Linked DNA regions of Mus musculus: all the other regions are linked to region 3. The links are chromatin contacts, called in public HiChIP or PLAC-seq maps. All regions are on one chromosome and are shown on one strand. The core of a region is the stretch at or near the end of the contact, and the rest is flanking DNA. Distances in the headings are between cores, read along the strand shown. Region 1 holds the start of Fgl1 (fibrinogen-like protein 1). Region 2 holds the start of Pcm1 (pericentriolar material 1). Region 3 holds the start of Zfp42 (zinc finger protein 42).

Evidence for each region. HiChIP or PLAC-seq counts read pairs in DNA pulled down with a chosen protein or histone mark.
Region 1: a contact with region 3 is called in an H3K27ac HiChIP or PLAC-seq map of embryonic stem cells, with 5 times the contacts expected there. The contact joins the promoter of Fgl1 here to the promoter of Zfp42 in region 3. A contact is called at or near these places in 2 of 115 datasets of contacts at active chromatin or transcription factors (embryonic stem cells and stem cell-derived neural progenitor cells).
Region 2: a contact with region 3 is called in an H3K4me3 HiChIP or PLAC-seq map of stem cell-derived neural progenitor cells, with 5 times the contacts expected there. The contact joins the promoter of Pcm1 here to the promoter of Zfp42 in region 3. A contact is called at or near these places in 1 of 39 promoter capture datasets (stem cell-derived epiblast-like cells), 1 of 484 Hi-C or Micro-C datasets (embryonic stem cells) and 3 of 115 datasets of contacts at active chromatin or transcription factors (embryonic stem cells and stem cell-derived neural progenitor cells).

The regions. Positions count from the first base shown.
Region 1 is chr8:41,212,570-41,216,668 of GRCm38.p6, reverse strand. Fgl1 (fibrinogen-like protein 1) reads left to right here and starts at 1,513. Exons shown (of 8, transcript NM_145594.2): 1 at 1,513-1,583.
Region 2 is chr8:41,237,012-41,241,290 of GRCm38.p6, reverse strand. It overlaps Pcm1 (pericentriolar material 1), which reads right to left and starts at 1,532. Exons shown (of 38, transcript NM_023662.3): 1 at 1,328-1,532.
Region 3 is chr8:43,305,273-43,309,420 of GRCm38.p6, reverse strand. It overlaps Zfp42 (zinc finger protein 42), which reads left to right and starts at 2,412. Exons shown (of 4, transcript NM_009556.3): 1 at 2,412-2,580.

The sequences.
Region 1 (4,099 bases), core at 264-2,763, 2.1 Mb after region 3:
CAATTTTTTTTTTTTTTTGAGTGTGGAGAAAGCAATAAAGATACAAGAAAGATACATTCAAAATACTAACCTCACCACAGTGGTCATTGTCACATTAGCTTTAAAATTCCACGCTTTCCTTTTAATATCAGCGGTTTGAATTCTCTACTATTTCAAATGCCATAACTTCATCCCTCCTGTGTGTGTAGATCACTTCAGCCTAAATGTCATTGCCTTATTATTGTTAATTTTTTAAGCCATTGGGACTAACTTTTCTATAAGAACTTCCAAATTTTCTAAGTCAATCGTCAGAAAGTGTTTAATGGGAAGGTCAAATACAGGCAAAGCTCTCTGCTCAGTGACTCACCTAGGACAGAAGGGAAACACTCTACTTTTTACCGGAATCTGAGTTAAGAAATAGGGGCAACAGAACAGATGGCAAACAACTGCTTGCGTTACATCAAAATCGACGAGAAGCGATCACCTGGTTTCCAGTCTGAGATGGTTACACAAGATTAGTGGAACTGAAAAAGTTACCTTTTACACAATAAAAGCGGCTCCAGAGGCTTTAAAAGCAAAAAGAACAGCTAGTAAGAGCATGGCTAATGCTTACAGGAAGGGGCACAATCTTACATATCAGAGAACGCTGTTACTAATGGACAGTCCCAGATTCATGCACACATGTGCTGCCCTGATGGGAATTTAGGGTGGTATCAAAAAAAAAAAAAAAAAAGGTGAAGTTGGGAAGACGACATGGGGAAACTTGGAGGAGAATGGGATGTGGATATGGTCATATTTCATGTTTTCATATCTGAAGTTCTCAAGAATAAAGAAAAATCATAATAAAAAAGGATCAAGTAAACTGATGGGTCCATTGCGTCCGTTATAAGCTTGTGGTGGTGGTGTTTTCATACCTAAGAAAAACGCAGCCTCTGTCCCTGTCTTAGTTGAAATGATACTTTAGTTTCCTCCTTTGCAGCTGGCAGTTTCTTAACTTTACTATCTATCTGTAAGGCAAAGTTTCAGATGGCTTTGACTTTTAGGATGAAGTATAAAATTCTCTGGATGAACACAACTATAAAAGGCTGACATAAAGATATGTAATCCAATAAAATGTCCTGCACGGAGGAGAAATTGAGAATATAAGAGTATTGGGGCCAGTGGTGGTGGCACACCCCTTTAATCCCAGCACTTGGGAGGCAGAGGCAGGCAGATTTCTGAGTTCGAGGCCAGCCTGGACTACAAAGTGAGTTCCAGGACAGCCAGGGCTACACAGAGAAACCCTGTCTCAAAAAACAAAACAAAACAAAACAAAACAAGACAAAAAAAAAAAGTATTGGAGCTTGCCCTCCAGTTGTTTTTTTTTGTTTTTGGTTTTTTGGTTTTTTTTGGTTTTTTTTGTTTGTTTGTTTTTTGTTTTTTATTCCTTCCAGTAAAACTGATTTCCTCATGTTGTTTCTGGATTAGAGCCAGAGTCAACTTTGCCTGCCTCTAATCAAATAATGGGGAAAACCGTTTGTAATTCTGACTTCAGTTAGAAGTTCCTGGGAGGCTCTGTGTGGATGGACTGAGCCTAGCTAAGTCCTGATTCATTTTGACTTGAGGTAAGTTATTATCTGTACTGCTGACTGGACTGTAATAATGGTGACTCTTTCATGACAGCGAATGGCAGACACCAGGACTCAGAAAGTAGCCTTTGGCTTTCGAAAGAGATTGAGATGACTGACAATAAAGCAGAGTTGCTTGCAACTTGGAGGAGAGATTTAGAATTTAATTAGTTTCTAGTCTCCTTGTATTTCAAATGAGTTAGATGGGGATTCACAGTAGAACTTTCCATTTCAGCCTACAGAATTAAAAACAGAGTAGGGTAAGACTGGCCAAGGTGAAATATGGCAAGACATATCTCAGGGTTGTTTGCAGGGAAATAGACATAGAGGCTAGATACCTGCCCAGCTCTAGTGCTTTTAAGACTTATTATAAATGTAAAATATATTTAAAATATAAATAATTATGAATATATATTATCTGGGAACTGAATGAATGATCAAAGGCAGGGTAGAAATCCCTGATGGAGATTATAAAATCAATACAACATTCTCCGATTGGACACAGCTGCACTGACAATCTAGTCTTCATTATTCATGTTAGTAAACCATCCTTATTTGGTACATCTAGTTTATATAACATCATCCTGATCCTTATCATTCACTATGCCTAGTTGTATTTCTTTTATAGTATTTTTGCTTTAGGTATTTTGAATTAGAAATCATTATATTTTCAAATTATTATAAAGGTATGCATTGAAATTACCTTCAAATATCTGCTCTCAGACAGGCTTTCTTATTTGATATAAATCATTTTAAGAAGGTGGGGGTGCAGTTCAGTGGTAGAATGTGACTCTCGTGGGTAGGACTCTTGTCAGTGTACTACTAGGTTTTCATTATCCATTCATCATAGTTGGATATTGGGGCCACTTCCATTTCCTGGCTACCATGAATAGAACAGCAATGACCGTGGTGTACTCATACCGTAACAGCAAACTATAGTCTTTGGGGTATCTGATCCAGAGTGATTCAGCTGGATCTCATGGTAGATCTACTTCTAGCTCTTTGAGGAACCTTTACATAGTGGCTGGACCAGTTATACTCCTACCTGTAACCATACTTTTTGGCTACTTTATTAGGTTCTTTTACCTACCACTCTTCTCTACCCCAACCCCTTCCAACCGCCCAATCCCGGGTAGGCAAAAAAGAAGGCTAGAGGGGAAAGGAGAACAGGTCTCTTTAGACTACTTCCTGATGAGTAGTGGCATCAAGTTCCTTGGAGGAAAACCAATCTTCCATCATCAGGATATCTACAACTAGAAACAGGCAGTCATCCAGCCAACAAGAAAGACGGGCAAACAGCAGCAGCAGAGACCAGTAGCTGCCGCAGCCTCTTGGAGCTAGGGCATTTTTCTAGCCTCGCAAGAGTTCCTGGAATTCCAAACATAAAATATCTTCAGCTGGCAGTATCACACCCATGCCAGACCACAAGACGAATCATAGTTAGCTGCTGTGGACAATCTGAAGCATCCCATACCCCACACCTGGGATTAAAACAAAAACATATTTGCATAACATGAATGGGTTTTTAAAAAAACCAAAATTCTCCCTCTACCCACCAGTGGTGGATAATAGTCCCTCTTTCCCCGTATCCATGCTAGCCGCTGGTTTTCTTCTTCTTTAACTTGGCCATTCTGACTGGGATAAGATGAAACCTCAAAGTAGTTTTAATTAGTCTATCCCTAACGGCCAAGCATGTTGAACATTAAAACAAAAATGTTTCTCTGGATGTACAGCTGTTGAGAATTCAATGCTTTTAAGATCGTCAAATAAAGTGTTGGGTATTAAATTGAGATTTTTATCCTTTGCTATATTTTTTTTCCATTTTTTATTAGGTATTTAACTCATTTACATTTCCAATGCTATACCAAAAGTCCCCCATATCCACCCACCCCCACTCCCCTGCCCACCCACTCCCCCTTTTTGGCCCTGGTGTTCCCCTGTACTGGGGCATATAAAGTTTGCAAGTCCAATGGGCCTCTCTTTCCAGTGATGGCCGACTAGGCCATCTTTTGATATATATGCAGCTAGAGTCAAGAGCTCCGGGGTACTGGTTAGTTCATAATGTTGTTCCACCTATAGGGTTGCAGATCCCTTTAGCTCCTTGGCTACTTTCTCTAGCTCCTCCATTGGGAGCCCTATGATCCCTCCATTAGCTGACTGTGAGCATCCACTTCTGTGTTTGCTAGGCCCCGGCATAGTCTCACAAGAGACAGCTACATCTGGGTCCTTTCGATAAAATCTTGCTAGTGTATGCAATGGTGTCAGCGTTTGGATGCTGATTATGGGGTGGATCCCTGGATATGACAGTCTCTACATGGTCCATCCTTTCATCTCAGCTCCAAACTTTGTCTCTGTAACTCCTTATCCTTTGCTATATTTAAAAATTAAACAAATAAATATATTCTGTTGAAATAAAAAATGTTTCTCATCTAGATTTATAACTTACCTCTGAGAATTCTGTTTAGTTCCATGTTTCTTTTTTTCTTTTTTCTTTTTTTTTAAGTTGGGTCGTT
Region 2 (4,279 bases), core at 283-2,782, 2.1 Mb after region 3:
TTCCAAACGCTTTGGGTGTTAACACTCACTTTGGAATATAATGAAAATAGCCCGCAGCTGCCATCTAAAGACCCTTGAAGAAAATGTACTCTCCTGATTAAGTCATTAAATCCCTGTTACTCAAACTATTCAAGAACTTGTTACTCTCTTATTTTTTAAAAAAGCTTTAGGCATGAGAATTCTTTTTTTTTTTTTAACTACATTTACCGAGGTGTACCTTCAAGTGCGAAATTCGGTATTAACGACGCCAGCCAGTGGCCCTGACCAGGAAGGTGATAGGGAAAAGGCAGAAGCAGGTGCACAAAAAGCTCTTGAACACCGGCTCTAGTAACCAGAGAACACCGAAGGCGGGGTCTGGAAAGCGGTTATGGGGCGGGGGTAGGAGGCGGTAGGGGCACCCAGAAAGCCCGCTTCTTCTAAGCGCCAAAGCACGATCTGTCACCCGTAGTTCCCACACCAATCCTAATACCGCCATGAAAGAAAGGGGAGGAAAAAAACGTTTTGTGTTTTGTTTTGGGTTTGGACCAGGCTAGCGCGAGAGGAAAAGTTGGTTCACGCAGACGCCCCCACAGGGGGGCCGAACACCTAATCCTTAACAGCAGTCTCTGCAAAGCAAGCCAGGCTGCCAGAATCCCACTGGACATCTCGCTTCCCTCCCACCCACCCATCCCCAGTCTCCCCCTCGCCCCCCCACCACCCATTCTAGATGTAAAGAAACTGGATCTTCCCGAAGGGGTGAAGAAGGGGCAGTGGGAGGAGCGCGGAGAAGGATTATTAAATTAACATTTTCTTAGCGAAAAGAACCTACTAGCAGGAGTCAGGAACGCCTCCAGGGGCCTTCCTGCTCCAAGAATAAAAGGGACCGCAGAAAACTCCCGGGCCACAGACTCTCTGCACCCAGGAGGATCCGGGCCGCCCGGGACCCCTCCCAGGATGGAATTCGGCGGGTGGGCTGGGAGGGATGGCGGTCCCCGGGGCCTCGGGCCGCCAAGGCCAGTTTCTTTCGGAACTCATCACCCCGAACTACAAGGCAACCTTCCCCTCCACCCTGGAGGGGGGTGAAATCTCCAGCACCGGGCGAGCGGTCCTCACATGGGACGCCCCAAGATCGTGGAGGCGCCAGCCAGCGTCGTCCCAGACGCTCGCCAGAGCTAGCGTGTCAGTCGGCGCCGAGAGGAGCCGATGACAGCCTGGGGGTGGGGAAGGATCGCGCAGCCATGGGACCTCAGAGTTAAAACGGGCAGGCGTGGCCCCAGGCCGCTTCCAGCGCCGCGCCCGCCTCGAACCACCCTGTGCTCCGGCCCGCGGTGGCCCAGGGCCGCGTTACCTGGAAACGAAGCCGCCCCTCCTGCCAAGGGCCGAGTGGCGGTCGGCCGCCCCTCCAGGAGCCGCCGCCGGCAGCGGTTCTTCCTCCAAGACCGCGGAAGGGAGGCCCACAAATCCCCCTCGACTGCCCAAAGCCCCAATGGCCGCCTTCTCTACATTAGCTAACTAGGCGCCAACCGCCGCAGCCACCGCCATCTTAGGACCTCATTGTGGTGGGAGAAGAGTGGGGGGCGGGGGAACTGCAGAGGGGGGGGGGGGCGCAACGCTCCGCGAGACGAGCGCGGTCTCCTCGGCAACGGCTGCGCGGGGGCGAGAACTCGCCGGGGCTGGAGCCGCAGTGCGAACTCCGGGCGTGCGGTGACCTGAGTCACGTGACGCTCGGGCCTTCCGTGGAGTCACGTACCGCCCCTCTAGTCAGGAAAAGATTTGTGCAGACGAACAACCTGGGAACTACACATCCCAGAATGCCCACTCAACTGGGTAGCCAAAAGAAACGGAACTACAAATCCCAGTGTGCTGTGCGCCTGCCAGATGGCTCCGCTGTGTTTTTTAAGGCTTGAGGCCTGTGGGGTTTATAAGTGCTTTAGCTCACTGCAAGTCTCCGGGCGCTTTCTAATTTTCTGTGGAGGCATGAGCTTCCAGATGGAGACCGGAAGACTGGGAACCCTTGTAGTGCATTCCTACCCACTTTCCTATCACGAAGGATACTGATGAGCCTTTACAATCTAACCCCTAATTTTAGCAAGGATATTAAATCAGTATGTCATGTGTGCTTAGTCGGTGGAAGAATCATAAATAAGATTGTCAGTGGTCATTGCCACTTGGAACGCTGTCCCGCTACTTTGTTGGTAGAAAGAAGTAGTTGTAAACAGAGTTTAATCTTGTGAAATTTTCGCTGAACGGATAGTCTTTGAAATCCTGTTTAATTTATATTCTTGCTAACGGCTGTGTTAAGGTTAATAAATGGATAAATAGTGTCATAAAAACAGCACAAAACAAAACTTTTTTTTTTTAAGTTGCAAGGCTTTCAATATGCCAGGCTCCGAAGTTAAGACTACCTGTCGATTTTAGTTGCATGCATACACATTCTGTTTTTAGACAGCTTCTAAATGTCTAAAATAGGATTTTTTTAAATGTAAAATAATGTAATTGAGAAAGAATAGGTTTCTGTTTTTCCACAATAAATTGCTCCACACAATTACCAACAAATTGTTTACAAAACAAAATACTACAACTCTCTCAGAGCACCACGGTTCCTATCAACTAAACTCTTCCTGCCCAGGGCAATTTACTACTGTGTCCATAGCCTTCTGTATTCGTTTTTATCCTGTTTCTGAGGCAACGTCTCTTGTATCTCAGGCTGGCCTCAAATCTCTGACTTCAGATCCTTCTGCTTGTGGAATGCTGAAGTGTAGCATTCCACCTCAATGTAGCTTGTATACATAAAAACATACGATACCTTAAGGAAATGAATCAGTACACTGCTGGAAATCAAACCCAGGGTTTCATGCATGCTAGGCAAACATTCTGTCAACTGAGCTACACACCCAGCCGGGTAGTGGATATTGAACCTAGGGCTTTTCGACATGACATGCTAGGCAAGTACTCTACTACTGACCTATAATCTTTAGGCCTCTATTTTTCATTTGGATCTGAGTCTCACTAAGTTGCCTACACAGATCTCTCTCTCTCTCTCTCTCTCTCCCTCTCTCTCTCTCTCTCTCTCTCGTGTGTGTGTGTGTGTGTGTGTGACTAAGTTGCTTACACAGAACTCTCTGTGTCTCTCTGTCTGTGTGTGTGTGTGTGTGTGTGTGTGTGTGTGTGTGTGTGTGTCTCTGTGTGTGTGTGTGTGTGTGTGTGTGTTTTAAGAGGATATGATTCTCTTTCATTTTGGGAGAAGTGCAGGGTGAATCTTGGAGAACCTATGAAAAAGAGTTGAGGTATGTGAATATGATCAAAATACGTGACATGAAAATTGCAAAGAATAAAAATACTGCATATTTTTAAATAACTTTCCTCAAGCATCACTGGTCTTTTAGGGAAATATGGGGAGTGGGGGAAGCCTGAGATGCTGTAAAATTATCCTGACTTCCAAAAATGTAGCTTGTATATATAAAGACATACAATACCTTAGGAAATGAATCAGTTTGGTATTAATAATACCTGATTATGACAAAATAAATGATATGGGCAGAAAGCACTTTAGTAGTTGGGACAGGGGGAGTAGGGCTATATTATCTCAAAAATAATAGTAGCTCTAGGACTTCTATGGAAGATGAAATATGGTACAGCCATCTGTAAAAATGTGGGAAACAAAGAGGTTGGGTATTAAAATACATATGGGAACTGATTTTCAATATTTGGCATTTAGGAGACATATTGAACATATTTGTTGAAATACTCAGGAGTATGAATGGCAGGCTGATTGGAAGGAGATGGGTTATGCCAGGAATACATAGTACATTCCGAATTAGCACTGGCCAGCACAGAAACCAGGCTGGTGGAAGTAGAGATTCATGTGGGGTGAGGCACAGAGGAGGCTGAACAAGGTAAGACTGAGCAACAGGTTGGGTCCAAAGTATAGAAAGTCTTATTACCAATCTGAACAGATTGGACTTTGTTCTCCAGGGAATGTGTGAAAAACTTACGGGTTCTTGAGAAAGTCGGTTGGATGGTGTTTTGCTACCTCTTTTCTACCACCTCTTGTGGGTGGTGGGCTACAAGAACAGTTAAAGAATTTAAGAACCATCATTAAAAATAGGATTAAATTAAAGCTACACAAAGAGACTTTAGGAGAAGTATTGTTGTTTGGTTGGGTTTTTTGGCAGTTCTGGAGAGAAAACTAGTGCATTCCACATCCTAGGCCTGTGCAATGCGACGATGTGCAAGTCCCCAGCTCTTATTTTTCTTATTTTTTTTTTTTTACTTTATATTTTTTCTTTTTTTTATTACG
Region 3 (4,148 bases), core at 1,163-3,662:
TGAAGGCTACCAAGTTACTACTCTAATCGTAATTCTGGTCCTGCAAATTTGGCCAATGAATTCCAGGAATCATAGCCCCAGGGCCTGGACAAGGATTCACGTAGGAATGATGAAGCCAAAACCTGTATAGCCTGACACATTAATGGACGGTGTTTTGCTCTTTAAACTTTGAATGACAGTATTGCCCAGCAACACACATAAATTACCAGAACATTTAAAAATTTTTACTTTATGTGTGTGAGTGATTTGCCTGTATGTATGTATGTCTGTGCATCACATACGTACCTGGTTGGGGGTTGAGGAGAGCCAGGAAACAGAGTTGGGTTCCTTGGAGCTAGAGTTCTAGATGGTTGTGAGCTGCTATCAGGGTCCTGGGAATCAAACCCAGGTCTTCAGAAAAGCAGAAATTATTTTTAATTTCCACAATATTATTGTTAAGAGCAGCTAATGGATAAAATTTCAGCAGTCCAAACATTTTGTTTTGTTTTGTTTTGCTGTTGCTGCTTATATGCTTGCTTGCTGCGGGGTCTCATCCCTAATCCAGGGTAGTCTGTAATTCTCTATGCTTTGTCTCAACTCAAAAATCTCCCTACAGTCTCAGCCCACCCAAATGCTGGGTTTGCAAGCAAGAGACATGAAAAAATTCTCATTTTAATGCACTTGAAATGACAGCCCGCTTCTCTTTTGTGGATGAATTGCTTCCCCAACTTATTTTGGAGAAACAAAATTTCCCTATGTCCCTATGGAAGCAAAGTTCCTATGTCCACAGATGAGTTTGTTCGTTTAGTGTTCCTTTGGAGTGTGGGGAGGGACTTGGAAAGGAAAGCAAAATTGCAATGGGACAAAAATTAATAACAACAATGGACGTGTGAGGTGGAACAAGGACTCGAATGCTGGACAGGATAGTCCTCAGATAGTCTGAGAGTCCTTGCCACAGCCTCACCCTGATAGGAATGAGACCTACCAAAGGAGGAGTTACACTTTAATCCAGTTTGTCCAGTGTTTTACAGCCCAGGCTAAGGCTCTGATAACAAAAGGGTGTGGCTCAGATTCTGAGTACCTAATGCAAAAGAAAGGCCTTCTGCTTTCTCCTTGAAACCTAAGCATAACCTAAAAGGGAGGAAACTGAAACAGGGCCTCACTTTGTAACCAGGGGGGTTCTCTCTCTCTCTCTCCTCTCTCTCTCTCTCTCTCTCTCTCTCTCTCTCTCTCTCTCTCTCTCTCTCTCTCTCTCTCTGTCATACACACACACACACACACACACACACACACACACACACACACTCACATCCACACACACTCACATGCAAAGGCAGTCAGAGAACTTGTTGAGAATTTGCCAATGTGTTTTGTTTGTTTTTTGTTTTTTGTTTTTTGTTTTGTTTTGTTTTGTTTTGTTTTCAAGACAGGTTTCTCTGTTTAGCCCTGGCTGTTCTGGAACTCACTTTGTAGATCAGGCTGGCCTCGAACTCAGAAATCCGCCTGCCTCTGCCTCCCGAGTGGACCACGCCGGCTGCCAATGCATTTTTTAAAACGCCTAAATGAAGTGTTCTGGAAACCTGGAGTAAAGCAGTTCCTTGTTCTGTCTTCAGCCACAAACTCACTTCCGGGGATGACAGGAGGTTTATCCTACTTCCATTCAGAGGAATGAGAGACACTTCATAAATAGTCAAAATTTCATCAGTCAAAAATTTTTTTCGATCTCACAACTGAATTTTATTCAAAAGAAGAAAAAAAAAACCTAGAATAAATGACCGATTCCTCCCTGATAAGTAAATTACAGAAAAGCTCAGGTTAAATGTAAGAGGATCTTAAATATTGATTTGGTTTTTGTCTTAATGGTGCCCGGCGTATTTATACGAACCATTAAATTTCACTAGACCGTTTGTAGTCAGTGGTGAACGCTGCATGACCCACGCTCTCAAAGTGAGTTGTGTTGCTTTGCGGGAATCCAGCAGTCACATTAATGCTGGAAAAAGTTCAGGCAACTAGTGTACTTTGTAGCGGGGTCCGGGAGAGGCTGGGGTCTAGAGTGGCGATGGGACGAAAGTGTAAAGAAAGTTTTCGGTGTGTGTGTGTGTGTGTGTGTGTGTGTGTGTGTGTGTGTGTAGGTAGGTAGGTAGAAACTGCATCCTCTGCTTGTGTAAATTCGGTTACAAGTCTGTAACAGAGGTACTGAGATGTGACTGAGTCTCAAGGCCAGGCGATCGGGATTCTGAAGAGGCATTTGCATAACTGAGCAAGAGTCTTTGCCCCACCCTTCCACGCCGACCCAAGACAAGGGGACAGCTCTGGGTGGGTCACCTGAAGGGCCAGGGGCCCGCCCACATCCCCGCCCACACCCACCTTGAGCGCTTCTCATTGGGCATTCCAGCCTACCCAGCTCGGAGTTAGTTACTCCGTAAGTGTGGCCGGAACAGAGTTCGTCCATCTAAAAAGGGAGGGGTCCAAGGAGCTGAACTCCTAGCCGCCTAGATTTCCACTGTGGCTCTGGGTACGAGTGGCAGTTTCTTCTTGGGATTTCAGAAAGGAAACCAAGGAGGAAATAGGTAGAGCGCATCGCATCGCTGTGGGCATTAGGTAAGTCCTGTTTCATGAAATGGCTGGGATTTGTCTTTTTTCTCGTTATGAGGAAAGGGAGGAGGGAAGGGTTTGAAAACCAGCAATTTAGAGTTTTGACTCTTCCAAATTGGTGAAGATCTTGGCAAATAAATGCTGGCTTTCAGACTGCATCGATCACCAGCTACCTTGGTCCATTGGCCATCACGTTTTCAAACATATTAAGGAGCACAGTAGATGCACATTGAGGAAAGTGGGAATTCAGGTTGGAATCTCCTTGAAATTCTGTTTCAAATTTTGTTCCAAGTGTTCGTGTGCTTTTATCTTATCTCAATTCCCTAGATCTATTTTATATGAAAATGTTTAAATTAGCGAGGTAACAGGGCACCTACCTTTTCTCTCCACTTACCTCTATAAAATTCAATAGATTATTCTAGAAAAAGAAAATCGAAGAGCATTTTTTTGGCTTTGTTTTGTTTTTGTTTTTGTTTGTTTGTTTGTTTGTTTGTTTTTCGAGAAAGGGTATCTTTGTATACCCCTGGCTGTCCTGGAACTCACTCTGTAGACCAGGCTGGCTTTGAACTCAGAAATCCGCCTGCCTCTGCTTCCCAAGTGCTGGGATTAAAGGTGTGCGCCACCACCGCCCGGCTAGAACAGCTTTTTTTTAAATTACTGATTTTCTTTACTTAATTTTCCAGTTTCCTCACTCCATTTTCCAATCAAGCATCCAGCCGGAAAGAACTTCCTCTTGCTTCCTACAGTCTGCATTCCAACCTTCAGATTGCTTGGTTCTCAAATTGCCTGAGGAGTTCCCTGTTCACTGTTGTCCTTTAGTAGTAGATCCAGAATAGTGGTTTAACTTAACACCCTATAATGGTTTCCTTTGGTGTTGAACTGCAACGCAAATGGCTTTCCGTAGAATTCCCAGGCTCCTTTGCACTTGGACCCTGGCCGCCATACTACCGACCAACTTTTCTAAGAATTACGACTTAACACCGAGTGGTGGCGCCGGCGGCCTCACTTGGCCTGTAATCTCAGCACTCCGGGAGGCAGAGGCAGGAGGATCCCTTTGAGTTGGAGGACAGCCAAGTCCAGAAAGCAACTTCCAGGACGGCCAGGCTGCCTAGAGAAAGGATCCCTGTCTCGAAAAACCAAAGCGGGGAAAGATCGACTGCTTCTGTGGTGACTATGGCTTCCTCCTGTAGTAAATATGACGGCCTTCTGTAGTAACTTCGGCTTCTTTCCCTACTTAAAACTTTTATCCTAGGTTCCCTACAGCCATGATTCAGTTTCTTTTTTACAGTGTCTGCATACTGCTTGCTAAAGCCGGGGATTTGGGGGATCTAATCTCACCTCTCCGGGGACGGTATTTTTGGGGCGAGCACTTTTGTCTGCGGAGACAGGTCCTGGATGGTTCTTAGAGTGATGGTGTCCCTCTGTACGTCATCGCATACTCGGAAGTTTTTCGTGAGCCCTTTTCTCTGTCTGAAACCATTTTGTTAATTCACAGTTTACTAGCTATGTGCCCCACATGATAAAAGCTTGACTCTGTGTGTGATAACTGGGTTTTTTTTGGGTTTTTGGTTTTT